2 separate regions of the Hordeum vulgare genome follow, and region 1 is linked to region 2. Evidence: chromatin contacts called from public Hi-C data. All regions are on one chromosome and are shown on one strand. Each heading gives the region's core, a stretch centred on a gene start, on an enhancer-like site or on the middle of the called end of the contact. The rest is flanking DNA. Distances are from core to core; before and after follow the strand shown.

Region 1 (5,983 bases), core at 1,923-4,422, 580 kb before region 2:
GTTCAGAAAGTCTGGAGGGACCAAAAAACGACAGAAGGGAGAAGAATACGACACATATCATCTTAAGGGGGAGAAGAAAGACAGAATAACCAGCAACCTTGGTATACAGATGTCGGAAGAGAGGGGAAAACTAATGACAAGCTTGGCTTGAAGACCAAACTTGGCTTGCCAATAATTGGGCAAAGCCAAAAAATTGACAAGCAAATTGTTTTGCAAAATTCCCAAAAAGTTGCCGATTTTTACAAAAAACAATGGCTAGACGATTTTGGGTAGCAAACCAAGCATGCCCTATGTGTCAACAGATTACCTCAGAAAAGGCACATGCACGGACTATATGCTTGTGCTCAAATGAATGTAGCTCATTTCCTGTTAGTGCATCCCATATTTTGCTGCAAAAAATAGTCAAATATGTCTGTCAAAAGAGTAGATTATACTCATGAATTAGTACAGAAACATTTCTGAGCATTGACATTGAAGAACTGCAATCCTTTTTGCGGAAAAATGCTTGTTATTTCTGTACACAGAGTACGAGCAGACCTACAACTATAAAATAAAGTGATAATGTATTAAATTATGCAGATGAACATAACATTGTTGCCTTCTGGCTTTGCCTAATTTTGATATTCAATCATGGATGCATTAAGTTATGGTTCACCAGCCGAGCAACCATCAGTGGACAGAACCAGCATAGGGAAATCGGATTGGCCCACTATGCACAACTTCACAACTGAAAGTTTAACTAGTTGTCTAGTTTCTAACTAAAGTACTATGGTGATAAAATAATCACAATTTAGCATGTCTGCTGACGAAATGCAAGAACACAGATATACTTAGATCTTCAGCAGGTAAGGATCAACTGAACTAATACTCTGATAGAGTAGCGCACTAGGCAGGCAAACTCGGATTTCTCAAAGAAAAATAATTGAAATGAACATCAACGAAATTTTGCAGGAGAAATGGCATACGCTGAGAAGTCCGCAGAACCGGAGGCGGCACGGAGAGCATTTGTGTCGAGACAAGAGCTCCAAACTGCACCTTTATGACCTTCAAAAGTCCCAATCCAATCTCCAGTATCACCATTTCGAAGCATCGGATTCGAGTCTGCAGACCAGAATATGAGATATTAGTGTTGGGCGATAGTCAGCAATCTAACAAGGAAGGGACGATTTTCAATGCATTTAAAAGTGAAGTATACTCTTGACAGGTAACAGTTATCATGTGCCAGTATTTGCACCCTTCTCCGGTATCAGTACCCTGTTCTCTGGTACAGGCGACTAATATAATATAGCGCCATCCATACTAACAACATAAAGAGCACCATTTGATTTAAAACTGCCCTGAAATCTTATCTTCCTGGCCCTACACTGACCCAATCCAACGGCCTAGGTCAAAAGTTGGTCCAGGCATACAACGCTCTAATGGCCGAGAAATTCTATTACAACAGCTAGTAAATCCCAAAAATATGCTCCAACCACATTCTAATAAACAGGGATGTCGTCTAATGGCCGAGAAATGCTATTACAACAGCTAGTGAAGAATACATATTAGTTGTGTCCTGTTTGAAACCACGGATATGGATAGAAAAATATTTTTAACAGTATCCAGCAGTTGTCATTTGTTTACATCCCTAGAACTGACAGCTCAGTGGTGAAGAAAACATGAAATGGAAAAGGGGAGTTTTACGTATTACTCATCTAACGGCTTCCATCTAAGCAGACATATACTTCCTGCAAATATCCAAGCAATCCAGTAACGTTCCAACTCAATTTGACATTATACACATCAATAAAGTAGATAGCCACAATAGCAACGATAAGTTTGTTAGTCAATCAGTAAAATAAATGGCTGAAAAGGCTGGATTATCACAATCCACAGACATACTGCCAAACGCAGACTAAGAGAGTCTTTGCCTCAACTCCACTTGTCTAGCGCACTGGAAATAGCTAAATGAGCTCAGAAGGTGAAATCCATTCCGAAAAATGAAAACTTTCCTAACTTGGGACAGACTTGACTAAGGCATGTGACAAAGTTTGGCTTCCAACCATGGCATGCAATAACACGTTTGGATTGTGACTATCTTTGCCACGTATTGCCACACTTCTTTTCTTTTAAATGATTGTCACACTTGCCTTACTTGAGGTGATCAAATTCTTAGCCACACTTTGGCTTGCCTTAGGGAATCTTGCCACACTTTTTGCATCTACGACATGTAGGGCTTACTACTCACAAAAAGAATCTTGCTTTAGGTGTGGCTAGAACCAAGCACCCTCCTAACTTGGTCAAACTTGCCTAAGTTGAGGTGTGGCAAAGTGTAGCTAGGAACCAAACATACCCTAACTTCTAAATCCTTGAAATCTATCCAACATAGCGCAAACTCGACTAGATTGTGAAATTACAGAATATCAGCGTATTCCATAACCTCATACCCGATTCTATCCCTAGAGGTGTGTGAGACAATACGGGAGCATCTATAATCATCATAATACAAACAGCAAGTAACCAATATTCGTCGACCAGATACCGAATTCACCCATACAGTGCCGTGGAGCAACAGCTTAAACCCGTAATCGCACCGTAATCCACCATCTCGGGAATCATATAGCTGCCGTCCGCATCACAGCGACAGCTTTGGATCGGAACGAATCCTGGCCGCACACATACAATCCCCCAAAAATAACAAAGGGGGTGAGGTGGCTAGCCGCACCCGAGCGAAGCGGATCGCTTACCCTTGCTGGCGCTGATGAGGAAGTAGCCGTCGGGCGTGACGGGGCTGTAGAACAGGTCGACCACCGGCCGCGAGTGGCCGTGGCACACCTTGGACACCGCCACCTTCTTCTTCTCCATTTCTCCTCGCCCCCCTCCCGCTAGCCTCCGCGGGCGGCCTGGCTCGTCGACTCCGGCGGCGGCCTGAAATGCGGCGCCCTCCTCCCCGAGGCCCTAACCCTAGCCCCGATCGGGAAAAAAAATGTCAGGGAGGATCGAGGCGGGGAGGGGAGTCGCGCGGCGGGGCGCGGGATATGCTGATCCGGATCCCTGGAGTTTGATCTGTACAGGAGTTTTTATTGGATAGAGGCGGCAATGGGGTGTGGGACTGGGAGGGAGGGAGGGAGCCGAGGGTGAGGCTGGCTCGCCTCGGGGGTGGGGACTGGGCGAAGGAGCGGGGAAGGGGAGTGGGGGGCGGCAGGAAGGCGACGGTCCGGCTTATATGAATCCCTCACGGACTCTCGGGGCTCCTGTCGGCCGTTGGATCGTGTGGTCTGACGGTGCTGCCCTCGTTGGTTAGATTTTGGACTTGTTTTGGGGACATGCTTGTGAATCTTTGGTGCTGGTCTGAATTTCTCCAAATTGTTGGTTCTTTTTCTTCGAATTAAAAACCTGACAGCGTGATGTGGAAATTGAGAAGTATATGTAGTCATTAAACCGATATACATATAAGAAAAAAACATACGCACGTTGTTTGTCTGCTGCATATCTAGGTTATGTTTCATTGTGGCTCATAGCAAAATATGTTTTATTTTGCGAAAAAACTTTATATCTGTTCATTTTTAATCATAACAGTACAAGGAACACCAAAAAAAGATATCCAGATTTGTATACCACCTAGCGATGACTACAAGTACTGAAGCGAGTCGAAGGCGCGCCCTCCTTCATCGCCTCTCCCATACCGGAGCGACAAAAAAAACTTGTTGTAGTAGACAGTTAGAAAGTCGTCTTGCTAAGACCAATTAGGACCAGCGTAACAGAACAGCAACCGTCACCGATGAAGAGTAGTGTAGATCAAAAGGATACAACCTGGAGACACACGAACATAAACAAACTACAACCATATCCGAGCAAATCCATCAAGAACAGATTCACCGGAGACACACGCCACAACCCACCAACGATGCTAGGCACATCACCGGCGGTAGCTAGGTGACGAGAACCTTATTCCATTTTCAAGGAGTCGTCATCTTCTTGTCTTTTTAAACAGGACGCAAACTCTAACAAAACTCAAAGGAACTTTTAAAAACAAAGCCCCCAACCGACAAGGGTTGGGATCCACCGCGCCGCCATGGCCCTAAGGCCACCAGAGACGAGGCGGTCGGTGACGGGGGGTAGATAAACCCTAGTCTTCATCGTGCAGAGAGCGTGTTGTTGGAAATATGCGCTAGAGGCAATAATAAATTGGTTATTATTATATTTCCTTGTTCATAATAATCGTTTTTTCTCCATGCTAGAATTGTATTGATTGGAAACTCAAATACATGTGTGGATACATAGACAATAAACTGTCCCTAGTGAGCCTCTAGTTGACTAGCTCATTGATCAAAGATGGTTAAGGTTTCCTAGCCATAGACAAGTGTTGTCACTTGATAACGGGATCACATCATTAGGAGAATGATGTGATGGACTAAGACCCAAACTATGAACGTAGCATATGATCGTGTTATTTTGTTGCTATTGTTTTCTGCATATCAAGTGTACATTCCTATGACCATGAGATCATGTAACTCACTCACACCGGAGGAATGCTTTGTGTGTATCAAACGTCGTAACGTAACTGGGTGACTACAAAGGTGCACTACAGGTATCTTCGAAGGTGTCTGTTGAGTTAGCATGGATCGAGACTGGGATTTGTCACTCCGTATGACGGAGAGGTATCTCGGGGCCAACTCGGTAATACAACATCACATACAAGCTTTGCAAGCAATGTGACTAAGGAGTTAGCCACGGGATCTTGTATTACGGAACGAGTAAAGAGACTTGCCGGTAACAAGATTGAATAGGTATTGGGATACCTACGATCGAATCTCAGGCAAGTAATATACCGAAGAACAAAGGGGATGGTATACGGGATTATATGAATCCTTGACATAGAGGTTCAACCGATAAGATCATCGTGGAATATGTAGGATCCAATATGGGCATCCAGGTCCCTCTATTGGATATTGACCAGAGAGTGTCTCAGGTCATGTCTACATAGTTCCCGAACCCGCAGGGTGTGCACGCTTAAGGTTCGGTGACGTTTTCGCATAGTTGAGTTATGTCTTCTGGTGACTGAAGTTTTGTTCGGAGTGTCGTATGAGATCCCGGATGTCACGAGGAGTTCCATAATGGTCCAGAGACGAAGATTGATATATAGGAAGTTGGTTGTCGGTGTTTACTCACAACATATGCCATGGGTAGGCTAAAGATGGTGAGAACCGAAAGGACACTAGAGGCGCTGGGGACGAGGTTGGTACAAGCGAGGTACCCAGGTTCGGGGCTCTCCATAGAGATGATACCCCTAGTCCCGCCGGAATGTATAATGCACTAGTGAGGCTACAATGTGCTCCTGGAGTTGTTCTACGGAGGAGGAAGAAGGAGCAGCCGACTCGCATCTACCTCTCCTGTATGAGTGTGTGTGTGTGTGTAGGATTGACCGACCCTCTGCATGGAGAGAGGTCGGGGGGTTTTATAGACGAACCCACCGACCTACAATAAGGATAAAAGTACATGAGTGGGACCCGGCTGGCAGCCTCGCCGGCTGACCAAGGGGTCCGCAGGGGTCTTGTCTTGTCCCTGGAGGGGCCCGCCGGCTGCAAGGTCCCATCTGGCGATGGGACCCGCAAGCTAGCCAATGAGGTTCTCGCGTAAGGCCGACGCAGGACACGTGTTGTACGTCCGGCGTCATCTTGCGAGATTCGCCATGGGCAGCCAGTACATCCGTCTCCACTATTCCCACGCCGAGTGTGGTAATGGAGTGGGAGTTTGACGGGCCGACACTGTGCACGATGATGGATCGGAACCAGGGTAGGTCAGCGGCATGGCCGCCGACGTTGTACCTGCCGTGCGCTCCAAACCTGTACTCGTGCTGACAAATACGCAGCTTTGATCGTAGGGTCTCGTCATGACCTACGGTCTGATGTGACTTGGACTCCCTGGCCGGCCAGCAGCCTCGCTAGGCGGCCCTGGGAACGACCATCTCGCCTCTAGCCGACAGGGGCTTCCTAGTCGGCTA
Region 2 (5,416 bases), core at 2,170-4,669:
GAGCAAAACTAAGGTACTAAATCATGCAAGGTTATATGCAGATTTGGTTGCCATTAAATGATGTCTGTACGACAGGCGGCTCCGGCGAGTCGGATGGACTACGGCGGTTGCTGAGCTTCTCCATGGCCTGCTGCAGTTCCAAGGAGACACAACTTCGAAGGTGAGGAGGAGATATATAGAAGAACAGAAGGAAGGGAGAGGAGGAAGGGCAGGGGCGTGGCGGCCTTGACGGTGAACCTCCGGTTGCGACGGACTCTGGCGAGAGGCGGCGCACCGCGTACGGCACCGACGCAAGCCTACGGGGCGGCAGCGGCAGCTTGGAGCTGTGGGAGCTCGGCCCTTTGGATCGCATGCCAAAGGTTATGCATATTGGGTACGTTTTGGTTGCTAGCAAACCTGTCCATACAAAATATGGCCATGATTTATCCTGTTATTGGTTAGTTCTGAAGTATTACCTATAAAATCAGTGAATATTTCTATTTTGAGGCCACATGTATTTTGATTCTATCAACACACTGAGATCCCTGTAGATAGAAACATAAGAACAGGGCTGGTCCTCTGATTATTAACTGTAGGCCTTCAACGCCCATTTAGGTTTGGGAGGGGTAGTAGATTTAAGTTAAGAAGAACATAGCGAGTGATGATGACAGTTAAGACGTGCGTTGCACGTGCGTGCGTACTAGTTGCAAGAATAAAATGGAATTTAGATGCACTCCACCGTCTAACTAAGTTGGGAGAAATCAATATGATGAAAGGAAGTTACTTATTGTTCTCTCGATTCTTTCTACTACAACTCACCGCACCAGATGTGAACTGCTTGTTAGTCTTGTCTGTCCGGTGTGTTGACCCCTTTTCAGATGTTGAATTTGTTCCATCTATGCATTATCAAGAGCACATGAAGCAACAAACACTTTATATAAGAACTAAAGCTTTTAGCTCGTAGATCCCATTTGACGCGCACGTGCGTCCATGAGACATGGCTTCGCTGAAGCACGGGAGTAAACCCGAGCATACCTCGAGCCGGGCTTGAGAAAGCCAAAACTGAAAATCCCAAGTTCGAGCCCGGCCTGACCCAACCAGGCCGAAAAATCGAAAATTCAGGCCCGAGCCCTACCCGACTAGACTAAAAAGGTGAATTTCGGGTCGGGCCGGGCAAGGCCTCCTTGTAAAATGGCTATTTTCTCCTCTCCGAGCTTGGCCCGAAATGACTCTCGGACCTAGTTTTCAAGCCCGAGCCCGACCCGAGCACAAAGCCTGGCCTGGTCCAACGCGGGTTCTTCGGGCCTCGCTCGGGCCACGTCACCTGGCCGGGCTGTCCATGCCCAGGTTTACACAGGAGCAGTTGCGCACGATGGGTTGGCCCACTTCGCGAGTTAAAGCATTGCTAGACAAACCGTTTTCTTCTCTTTGCTAGTTTTCTATTTTTTCCTGTTTATTTATTATTTTTCCTTTCTATTTCCTTTTTACTTCTCTTTTTTTTATCTTTTTCATTTTATTTTCATCCTTTACTTTCAAAAACGTTTGAAATTTCATATTTTCTTCATGGTTTCAGAAAAAAATAACTTTTTTTTCATAATTTAAAATTTGTTTAGAGTTAATTATAGAAATGTTCAATGTATATTTGAAATTTGTTCGGTGTATATCACAAAAATGTTTGGTATGTATTTAAAAACTGTTCAGCGTATATTATAATTTTTTTAATGTATGTGTTTAACAATTGTTCATCTTTTTGGATTTTTTAAATTCTTGTTCCACTTTTCAATAATTGTTCATGTTTGAAAACTTTGTTCGAATTTAAAAAATTGTTCAAGGTTTTAAAGCGGGTTTTGTGATTGTTAAATTTTGCTCAGAATTTCCTATTTTTGTTCTCGATTTTCTTGAATTGTTTGGAAAATTCAAAAATTATCTTTCACTGTAAACACTCGTGTTGCAAGCAAGTCAACAGAACTTGTCAGCTCGATTGGTTAGGTTCTAGACTTCTCGAGCGAATGTCACGTATAGGATCTTTGGCTCGCACGCGATATTTTTGATGATCTTTTACGCGTTCAGAGCATTTTTTAAAAGGAAAAACACATTTCGAATTTGAAGAACAATTTTAAAAAGTTCAGAACATTTTTTTTAATTTGTGAACAACGTTTGGAAAACGTCAACTTTTTTTAAATTTGGAACATTTTTTAAAAGCAAGAACATTTTTCAAAATTGAAGAATAAATTTCGAACACCAACTTACTTTAAAATTGACAACATTTCGATATTACAAACATGTTTTGAAAATAACAGGTATTTTCCAAAAATAGTGAACGTTTTCTTGAAATACTGAACAATTTTTGAAAATCGTGAACATTTTTTGAAGTTACAAATATTTTTGTAAAATTACAACTATTAGGAATATAGAACATTTCATTTTAAAAACAAAAACATTTTTCGAATTTGAATAACAATTTTCGAACATGATTTTGTTTTAAAAAGATTAAATAACCTTGGAAAAAATGAAAGAAGAAGAAACAAAAAACAAAAAAATATAAAAAACAAAAAAATAAAAATAAATAGGAACATTAAAACGAAAAAATTGGTAAAAAACAGGATCAGGGAACCTACTTGCTGCACTATGCGACAAATAGGAGATTTCGTTCAACGAGGGTTCGAACCACTTTGTGGTGAGCACTCGGCTCTAACCATCCGGCCATGACCCGACTTGTGTAATTATATTTCAGATTAATATTTTACTGTATATGTCAGTTTGGTTTTTCTTCTTATTTTTTTTATCATATTTTTGTTTTCTTTAATGTGCCTTTTTGAAAAATCAGTGAACCTTAATGTTTTGTTTTTTTTTCAATTCTAAATTTCATGATATTTATAAAACCAACGGGTTTTCTTTTCAATCAGTGAAATATTTCCACTATTTTAAAATTAGAGAACTTTTTCAAAATTGATGAATTCCTTTTCAATTTTCATGAACTTTATTCATATTGGATGAACTTTTGTCAAGATCAATGAATTTTCTTCAAATTTGAAGAACTGTTTTCAAAATCGATGAACTTTTTTTCAAATTCGCTAACATTTTTCAGATTTAACGAATTTTTTGGAAAATAAATGATTTTTTTTCAAAGATAATGAATTTTTTGTCAAAACTGACGATTTTGTTTTTTCAAATCCTATAAACATTTTCAGAATTGATAAACTTTTTTTCAAATCCGATGGTTTTTTTGCAAAATTTGTGATCTTTTGTTCAAAATCAGTCTAACTTTTTAATTCACAAAAAAATTCGTTAATTGCGTGATTTTCGTAATTTTTCATATTTAATCAACGACTGACTGAACGGAGCTCACCATGATTGATCCCAGTAAGCGTTCGCGTATATGGGCCGGCCTATGAGGCCATGGTGTGTGGGCGCCAGCTAGGGATACTGGCGCCTGCAGCGCCGGTTAGGAGCTTCCGGCGCGAGCGCTATTTCTCTCTTTAGCGAGACGGGAAGCTCCTCTAGCATAGGGCGCTACGATGTCGGGCAGGCCCGTTATGCGAGCGCATTCTTTAAAAAGAATAGAGAAAATGGGAAACCCGGAAATTAATCCCTGGTCTAAAGATTATTGCGCAACGCTCCTAGCCACCCAGCTCAAGTCGAGTTCGGGTAAGAGTAAGTGGGCGCGCACTACCTGAGGCATAACGAGCTAGTTTCCACTGGTTTCCCGGTTTTTTCTTTCTCCAATATCTTATGTGTTATTCAATTTTTCTTCCTATTTTTTGATTCTTTTTATAAATTTTATTCTCTATTTTTTTCATCCTCTTTTCTACAATTTTCAATGCTTTTGTTTGTTTTCATTTCTTTCTTTTCTTTCTTCCATCTCCGGTCTTAGTTTTTCCAATTTTTTATTCTTTATATTTGTGCCTTTTCTTTTTTCACTTGTTTCTTCAGTATTTTTCCTTTCCCAATTCTTTTTTTATTTTCGTTTTCAATTTCTTAGGTTTTTTTTCATTCTACATTCCTATATACATGATTAATATATTTCCAAATATCTGTTCAATATTTTTAAAATTGTTATTCAACAGTTTTCAAGTACTTAGTCAACATTTTTATATAATTGGTCAACGTATTTTCAAATACTTTGTTAACATTTTTCAAATATTTGTTCAAGTATTTTCAAATATTTGTTAACATTGCTTAGATATTATTTTCATATTTTTATACACATTATCAGCATTTTTACAAATACGTGTTCAATATTTTTCAAATACTTGCTCAAATCTTTTTTACATGATCAAAAAAAATTGAAATATTTTTTAACATTTTTCAAATAGTTGTTAAACATTTTTAAATTACACATTCTATATTTTATATACATGATGTACATTTTATCAAATCATTAGTCAACATTTTCCAAATACTCTGTCATATTTTTTAAATACTTGTTCAATATTCTTTCAAATATTTGTTCAACATTTTCACATACTTGATCTTTTAAATACTTTCTCAACTTTTTGAAATGTTTTTTAAGAGTATTTTTCGTACTATATATTATAATGTTTAATAGCATAAAAAAGTAATATAGTAAAAATTAAAATTAAAACAGAAGACGTAAAAAACCAGGAAACGGGGGCTCTTGCCTCCCTCTGTCGCGGGCCGGTCCAGCTCGCTGGTCCCTTCAGCGAGTCCAAAGCCAGACTTGTTGAAGGCGAGTTATAGGGCCCGACTGGCTGTGCAGTGACTATTTATCAAACGAGCACAGGGAGAACTTCTGGCTAGAGGGGGGCGGGGGGTGGAGAAATGGGGCTGTCCATAGGATTCAAACGCCGCTCTTCCGGTTCGTAGCATGTGTGGCTAGCCATAGTACTAGGCTCGTGTTTGTGATGTACAAGTAGGGCGACTTTTCTTAATACCTCATCTGTAAGCTAATATAAAAACGTTTAGATTACTAAAATATTGTTTTAAATGCTCTTATAATATTTTACGGAGGGAGTACAAAATGAGCCGTGTTTTTCATTGTTTATACTCCATTTTGTTTCCCTTTCTTTATTTTTCTTTTTTTCTCTCGCTTTTCGCTGTTGTTTTCTTTCCTTCTTTGTATTCTCCTTTTATTTTTATTTATTTATTCTTCATTGTTATTTTCTATTTTGTTTGTTTTTGTTTTCATTCTATATTTTTGTAATGAAAAAAAGTGATTAACACTTTCAGTATACACGTTCAACATTGTTCGAGCGCTTCTTCCATATTTTCAGTACTTTTTAAATATTTTAGTAATTACTAAAACAAATACATTTTCTAGATTTCACAAACACTCTTTAAACATTTTTAATAATTATTTAACATTTTTAATACTTATTCAATAATTTTGAAATAGATTTTCAACATTTTAATATTTATTGAAAATTTTAAAATACTTATTAATCATTTTTAGTTTAGTTTTAATATTTTTAGTTCT

The links. Hi-C and Micro-C count contacts between places; a contact is called where the count stands out from the background.
Region 1: a Hi-C map of seedling shows a contact between it and region 2, with 4 times the contacts expected there. The contact joins the promoter of LOC123413342 here to the enhancer-like site in region 2. A contact is called at or near these places in 2 of 6 Hi-C or Micro-C datasets (leaf and seedling).

The regions. Positions count from the first base shown.
Region 1 is chr7H:490,954,608-490,960,590 of MorexV3_pseudomolecules_assembly, reverse strand. It overlaps LOC123413342 (serine-threonine kinase receptor-associated protein-like), which reads right to left and starts at 3,172. Exons shown (of 7, transcript XM_045106287.1): 1 at 2,727-3,172; 2 at 966-1,101; 3 at 308-389. The coding sequence starts at 2,844.
Region 2 is chr7H:490,377,579-490,382,994 of MorexV3_pseudomolecules_assembly, reverse strand. No RefSeq gene overlaps it. Among protein-coding and RNA genes, the nearest start is that of LOC123410015, 91 kb to the left of the region's middle. Within about 2 kb of position 3,419, at least 3 of the 3 cell types and tissues checked have open chromatin away from gene starts, as enhancers often do. A contact at or near this core is called in leaf and seedling, where this site is marked.